Linked DNA regions of Mus musculus: region 1 is linked to region 2. The links are chromatin contacts, called in public HiChIP or PLAC-seq maps. All regions are on one chromosome and are shown on one strand. The core of a region is the stretch at or near the end of the contact, and the rest is flanking DNA. Distances in the headings are between cores, read along the strand shown. Region 1 overlaps Sytl2 (synaptotagmin-like 2). Region 2 has its middle 17 kb from the start of Sytl2.

Region 1 (3,845 bases), core at 600-3,099, 85 kb before region 2:
TAAAGGTCTGGTCAAGGGCAAGGAAATCCTAGCTTTCTAACTAGGTCAGATTCTCAGTAGGGCCCTTCCTACCACATGACTTACTTACTACATTAGATAACCGTTCTTTCAAAGTTACTTGCATGATGACTTCAGTCATCTTGAGGCGCTTCATCATCATTACTATGGACAACTCTGAAAACACAGGCTTAAGTACGTTCAGACTGGCTTTGTTGCTGTTTTGAGACAGGGCCTTCCTACACAGGCTACACAATGGCCTAGGCTTCACAACATTCCTGCCTCTGATTTTTCATATTAATATAACTGACTATAAATGATGACTGCTTGTAGTTTTACAAATAGTCAGTTTCTCCTGGAAACAGACCTCCAAGAGACATTCGAGAAGCTATGCCTAAAAGTAAGGACCGTGGTAGAATGGACAAGCCACATTCCATAGCCCACGAACGGCAATGCCATAGAGGATTTTTACCTTTCACTTTTTTACCAGAGTCTCACTATGCGTCCTAAGCTGGCCTGGAACTCCCAGAGATCTTACTGTGTCTGTTCTCTGCTCATCCCAAGGCCTGGGATTAAATGATGGGTCACCACCTGGCTCTTCTAAAAACAATTTTAAGGTTTAATTATGTGTATGTGATGGGGGTGGGTACTGAGCATGCAGGGGCTCACAGAAGCCAGAAGCATTGGGTCTCTGGAGCTGGAGTTACAGGCAGTTAAGAATCTCATGTCCTCTGCATGAACAGTGAACTCTCTTCAGCACTAAGGCAACCCATCTCTTCTGCCCTTAAATTGTTTAACTATTGGGGACAGAAAGAAAGCTGGACCTTTAGCAACACAAACATAATAATTATCAACTTTATCCACCCCCGGAGTAACTTCTTAAACTAAATACCCAAATTATGTACATCTGATGCACACAATGAATTATAGGAGTCTCTGTATTTTGTTTTGCTTTAACATGATGGGAAATTTGGCACTCTTGCCGATAATGAGATTTTAACCATCTGGGCTCCATCTACCTTGGGCAGAGACACAGCTGGAGTCCTCGTACTTTCCTGGGACATATCAATCACACTGGAAGCTGGATCCACCAAACTGGAACTGCAAAAGAAACCATCACTCAGAAAATAAAATCTCACCCTGTCCGAGGCATCGATCATGGCTCCACGGCCAAGAGCTTCTAAGACAGGAGAAGTGGGGAAGGTTACAAGATCAAACTGCAAGAAGGGAGAAGAAACTGGGCTCCAGCCATGATTAGGGACCAAAACAAAGGCAATGGTGAGACAAAGATGTAAGGGCAGCATGAGAGAAGACAAAAACACCTATTAGGGTCCCTGAAGACGTCCAGGGTACAGGCACACAAGAGGTTCACTCACAACTTCAACTTGCAGAAATGAACTCGTTTCAAACTTAGATCTAAGATAAGATACACGTGAGAAAGTGAGCAATGGGCTTTATGGCTGAAATAAAGTCACAAAATCTTAATCCCATGGCAGTGTTCCTCCTAATACATATAAAATATAACTGAAGCAGAGACTGGATAAGGCAAGTGACCTGCCAAGGAGATAGAATGACCAAGTCAGATAACTATACACAAAAGCTAGTGGGTTACAGCAATCTCTTATGACCATCGTTCCAACAAGCTAATAGATGAGTTCTTACCCCGGTACAAAAGAAAAGTACCAGAAGGCCATTGAGAAAGTGGGGGATGGGTAGATGGCAGCTATTTGAAAGAAGTCCACAGGATTTTCTAAACCATGATGCCCTTGCCAAAGGCTGCACAGCCCCCGGGGTGAAAGTAAACAAAGAGTGCCAAGAGCATGATGAGTTGAGCAGGCCACTCCCTTGACTATGAGTAAGAAGAAAAGTGGGTCACAGAATCCCAGGACAGGAGGGAAATCTGCTTGCTGAGAAGGCTTGCTCCAGGGAGCTTTGCCATAGACATAAAAAAAAAAAAAATGAAGTCACTGTTGGCTGGAACTGCTGCTCCCTCTCAATCTCTACCGGTTCTTAGTGACATCAGAATCAGGAGCTTGGAAAAATCCTCTGAAGGGGATGGCTTTTCCCCTCATGGCAGAGGAACAGAAACCCAGGCAAGGAAACAATTCACCCTAGGGTCATGGAACCTTGCCAAAGATTGCTGCCACTAAACCCCAAGGCTAGCAATTTGTGGTTTCATTTCTGTATTTGAACTGCTATTTTTTTTCTCATTAAGCTCTTAAGAAAATCATCCTTCCTTCCATCACCTTCCTTATTGATCCAAAAAGAAAGTACATCGGAGGAGGTGTCATTTACAGCCCCGTCACACAAAGCCAAAGAAAGGGGAAGGCAGGACATATGAAACGGAAAATACAGGAAGAACTTGTAATGGAACCAAAATCTGGACATAGTTGATAGGAAATCTATTCCTGTACTAGGTGGACGCAAAGTCAAATTAAGTTGTCAAAAAGAAGCATGGCCACTGATAGAATTTGGTGTCCACATGAAAGGCCAACACCTCAGAACTGAGAGGCCATTTCTCTCCAGTGTCACTTTAAGTGGTCAGTAGGGGAACCTAGCCAATTACCCAGTGCTAGGTAGACCATGGGCCTTGAGGAGAACCTACAATTGCCACCCTATTAAACTAGCACAATTCCTAACTACATTTTAACTATTTGTCCTTATACCCACATATAACTTTATCCTTCATCCATCACCAAGGAAAGTTCTTTGCAACAGATAGTGACCATTACAGAAAAACATAACAGGTCAAAATGCAGAACTGTGCAGCCCAACCCCAACTGATAGACAGATAACACAACTTCTGTACCTTATACACAGGGATCATTGTGGAAGAGGGGACAGAAAGACTATAAGAGAGGGAGTTTGTTGTAAGATTGTGTCTCCTAGAAATGTCAGAGGCTACACCCATCGAAGTCTTACCAGAGTGGCTGCTGAAGTGTGAGCTGAACAAGAACAGCTCCAATAGCCATGCTAACACGAATGGGGAAAGCCCATCCATACAAAGCCTACCATACACAGGAATGCTGAGAGCAAGAGAGATAGTCTTCCTCGGGAAGAGTACACCAATTAATTATCCAATAATGGCCAACTCTAAAACCATATACATACAAGTAACATTAAGCATTCCGAACAGGTTGTGTTTATTCACACAGGTAACAACAATTGAAAAAGAGGCCGTGGATGTGAAAGAAAGCAAAGGGGAGTATATTGGAGGGTTCTGAGGGAAGAAAGGGGAAATAAATGTAATAAATTCCCCACAAAATGGGCCAGTGTGAAATCTGATGAACAGTATACACCAGATGCCTGACACAGTGTAAATGATCTCCTTTATTAAGTAAAGCAGCTGGAAAATCGGAGGGTCTGACCCAGACACGGAGACTGGCTGTCACCAAGGGGCAGACATGTCCTAGACATGTCCTTATTATATCTTACTCCTTCCCACTTTCTTATTTACTTATTTATTTTAATTAGGTATTTTCTTCATTTATATTTCAACTGCTATCCCAAAAGTCCCCCATGCCCCCCCACTCCCCTCCTCACCCACTCCCACTTCTTGGCCCTGGCATTCCCCTGTACTGAGGCATATACAGTTTGCAAGACCAAGGGGCCTCTCTTCCCAATGATGGCCTACTAGGCCATCTTCTGATACATATGCAGCTAGAGTCACGAGCTCTGGTGGTACTGGTTAGTTCATATTGTTGTTCCACCTATAGGGTTGCAGACCCCTTTAGCTCCTTGGGTACTTTCTCTAGCTCCTCCATTGGGGGACCTGTGTTCCATCCAATAGCTGACTGTGAGCATCCACTTCTACGTTTGCCAGGCCCCGGCATAGCCTCACAAGAGAC
Region 2 (3,612 bases), core at 490-2,989:
ACCAGACTAGCTGCCTTGACTCCACTTTAAGGTGACTCATCTTGGTAAACAGGCTTTTAATTAAGAAGAAAATTTACATCCTCATCCCTCGAAGAGAAGGGAGAAACCACAGACCATTTAACTATCTACATTCCCCATCTCTGCTTATCACTGGCACCACGTACAAAGGAAATCTACCTGGAAGGATCATTTCTCACACAATAATCCCTTTCAGTTAAATGGGACTTAGCAATTTATAAAGTATGTTCACCTTTGACCTTCCATTTCGTCCTCTCAACAGCTCCTGAAACTGAGTATGACAAGAACTAAAGTTGGGGCTGGGGAGATGGCTCAGTGGTTCAGAGCGCGGGATGCTCTTCCAGAGAACCTGGGTTCCATTTCCAGTGCCCAGATGGTCTGTAACTCAAGTTCCAGAAGATCCAATATCCAAAGCCTTCTTCTTCTGACCCCCATGGGCACCAGGCACATACCTGCTATACAGGCAAACACTCTTAAAATCAAAATAAATCTTAAAAATTAAAAAAACAACTCACTTTAAAATTTTTTAGGGTTGACATTAGTTCCTGGATGCAGAGGTTGTGGACACAGTTGAGATCTGTGGCCCTCAGGTCAGCCTCAGGGTTATAATCATTGGGTAGGCCACGGGTAAGTCTGTCTAATGTCTCAGATCGTATCACAGAGGGATCCTGGTCCTCTGCAACGGTATTTCTCAAACAAAACAGCTTAAGACTATGATAACCCACAGTGGGATGTGGGAAGCCACAGTAGGCAAAGTACAAAGGCAGGGTGCTCAGCTGCTATCTCTAAGGACCCAGTGTTTTCATGTGCTGGATGTGCGTTTGTTAATGTACTGAGTGTGTGTCATTTTTGACATACTGAGGGTCCAGCATATTTTTAACGTATTCCACTGCTTTTATTTTCAGTTTTTAGTTTTAAATGTCACTGTATTATTAGTCCAAGCTTCTCACTGCCCAACTAGGACAGGAACCTGAAAGTACCCTCCATACCCAGTTTGTTCCTGCCCCCAAATTAGCATAAAAATTATGTTTTTGCACAATGGGCACAAAAGTGTGTTTTGACATGGTATGTTATTTATATTCATGGTGCTTGACCTTGAATGTATATTAGGATTATCTGGAGAGCTTGCCAAGGACTTTTACGTCCTACCTTCAGAGTGGTAGGAAGGTACGTCCTACCTTCAGAGACTAGGTGGGAGACCAAGAATTTACTTTCCTAATTAGTTTCCGGTGATGTTGACTGTGATAGTTGAAGACTATACTCTGAACACTAGTTGTCTGCGGGATATCAAACAATTAATTAAACTAAATTGACCAGGGAATTGTGTATCTCACTAATTTATTTCACTTGGCGTTAATAATAAAGGGACATATGCCCTTCAGAATCTGCAACGCATACCATACCACTACATCATCAGTACATAGCTGTGATAGCCCATCACATCAAAGATCCTTCACTCTCTATTGAGAGTGATACTCTGGACACATCACCTCGTCCAGTCGGCAGTGCGGGGTCAGTCCTTGTGTACACATCTCACTGTGTACACGCCTCTCCTCTAGGAAGACACAAGTTTCTCAGAAGTGTCTTTCAAACTATGAAGACAAGAATCCAAGGATCCCCTAACTACCCTATCCCTCAACGGGACAACCCTGAAGTTTGTCTAAACGACCGCTCAGGATATCAGAAATCAGGTGGAATTCTTGTTGCTCACAACAGGACCCACCCACCAGCACACCTTTTCCTGTTTCACTTTCTGACCGGCTTCTTGGGATCACTTCCGGTCTAAGCTACCTTTATACGATGTCTTAGATCAACTTTTTAGGAGAAATAAAGCTAAGATGGTCTGCCTCAGAGCTCTTCCCCAAACTCAAGTATGTGTGGCTATTGCTTAGCTTTCAGTTCTGTGTCTCTGGGTCTCATTCACGGGTCTCAGCTTGGACCCAAGACAGGTACTGATGGTGAGCGTTTGTAAATCAGTAAGTCAGTTAGCAACAGCAGAGCTACTGGCTGGTGAGCCGTGCTGGAATATATGATTCAGTCACAGTGTGCTTAAGCAGTCACTCCAGAAAGAGGCCTAAGTTCACCAAGATGAGACATATAAGGGACGTCAGCTAAAAAGCAAACAAAAGATAGAAAGCATCTGTCAGTTTTGGAATAGATAAGCTCGGCAAATATTTGAATTTGAGGAGTGGAGTTTTCAGCAGTGACGGCCATTTGTCACACATTTGTCACGCCAGTGTGCAAAACTCCAAGAGGGAAGGAAAAAAACTAAGAAATAAGTCCTCAAAATTCCGAGGGGGAAGGAAAAGAGCTAAGAAATAAGTCCTCAAACAGAAGCCAATTAAGGGAAAATCGATACTTTCGGTATTTTTGTTTTAAAAACGGAGTCAAATCTTATCCAAAATACAAAAACAATTCATGTATCACTCTGGAGAGTTTTTGGTGGCTTAGTTTTTTTTTTTTTTCAAAAACATCATAAAACAAACAAAAACGGGAGAAAAAAAAGGTGGCAGGTGACAGCCAGGCACAAACTGCTAGGATCTCTAGGGAGCAAACAACAGCTGGACAACTGCCATCTCAGAAATGGGTATTAGCAGAAAAACAGTGGTCTCAGTTACAAAGAGAGAAAGGGAATTTTGGAAAGCAGGCTAGTCGAGGACTCAGCTCAGAAGCAGAGGTCCTGGTCTGCCTGGTTTACTGAGAGAACCCAGAGCAGATATCACTGGACCACTCTGAGATCTGGCCCACAGAATGCCTCTGAGTAGGCAAGAAACTTTGGATCAGAACGCACAGTGTTCTGTGACATAGAAATCTGGTCTGAGCCACTCTCTGGAGTAGACATCACAGAGACAGGCCTGGTACCTGGCCACCTATGCAAGGGCAGGCATAGATGCAAGCCTATAACTCATGTTGATGAAAGGAACTACGAAGGTTGAGTAGGCACTATAGCCATCCCACGAGGGATGATACTCAAGGGGGACCAACACCTGTGCCCCAACTCTACAAGGGACTACACAGAGGCAGGACAACCTTGCTCCTGCAAGAGTGCATAGCAACAAATGACCTGTTCAGGGAAGGGGCCACACACAGACTCTACACTCCAACCCCCGACCCTTTCCCTGCCCTGTCCCAAAGCCTTTACTTAACATAGAATTTCAACTTGGTCCTATTCTCCCCTGCCCTGAAACCCTACCTTTTCTGGCTTTCTCAAAGAACTTCAGTTGCCTGGAGTGGAGAGCAGAGGTTCTCCCTACCTCAGCCTGGGACTCTCATATATATTCTGTATTAGCATGTATAATTAGGTTATGGGACTATGAGATACGTGAATTGTAATGAGGATAATGATGTATTAGGAAAAAATGGTAATCAACTGTTAACATGGGTTCTGACACATGTAATGTCTTCTTCCAACATTTTATCCCAGGCCCTTTACTGGTAAGTTTTTAGGGTGGTCCTAGGAGGAATTAAAGGAAATACTGAGGGGGGAGGAGATATTACCAAAATATATTGAAGGCATATATGTTCTCAGAGAATGAATAAAAATACTGTATTTTTAAAAGACAAAAAACAAATAAGTCTCTAGCACACCAAGAT

The links. HiChIP or PLAC-seq counts read pairs in DNA pulled down with a chosen protein or histone mark.
Region 1: an HNF4G HiChIP or PLAC-seq map of pancreatic cancer cells shows a contact between it and region 2. The contact joins two enhancer-like sites. A contact is called at or near these places in 1 of 15 datasets of contacts at CTCF or cohesin (CD8 T cells), 9 of 484 Hi-C or Micro-C datasets (the AML12 cell line, bone marrow-derived macrophages, embryonic stem cells and 5 more), 5 of 115 datasets of contacts at active chromatin or transcription factors (CD8 T cells, double positive thymocytes, fibro-adipogenic progenitors and 2 more) and 3 of 9 other capture datasets (adipose tissue, liver and pancreatic islet).

Annotation. Positions count from the first base shown.
Region 1 is chr7:90,368,710-90,372,554 of GRCm38.p6, reverse strand. Sytl2 (synaptotagmin-like 2) reads right to left here. Exons shown (of 20, transcript NM_001368878.1): 5 at 1,017-1,098. Among named protein-coding and RNA genes, the nearest start is that of Ccdc89, 56 kb to the left of the region's middle. Within about 2 kb of position 1,849, at least 76 of the 459 cell types and tissues checked have an H3K27ac peak or open chromatin away from gene starts, as enhancers often do. A contact at or near this core is called in muscle stem cells and pancreatic cancer cells, where this site is marked.
Region 2 is chr7:90,283,453-90,287,064 of GRCm38.p6, reverse strand. No RefSeq gene overlaps it. Among named protein-coding and RNA genes, the nearest start is that of Sytl2, 17 kb to the left of the region's middle. Within about 2 kb of position 1,739, at least 36 of the 459 cell types and tissues checked have an H3K27ac peak or open chromatin away from gene starts, as enhancers often do. A contact at or near this core is called in muscle stem cells and pancreatic cancer cells, where this site is marked.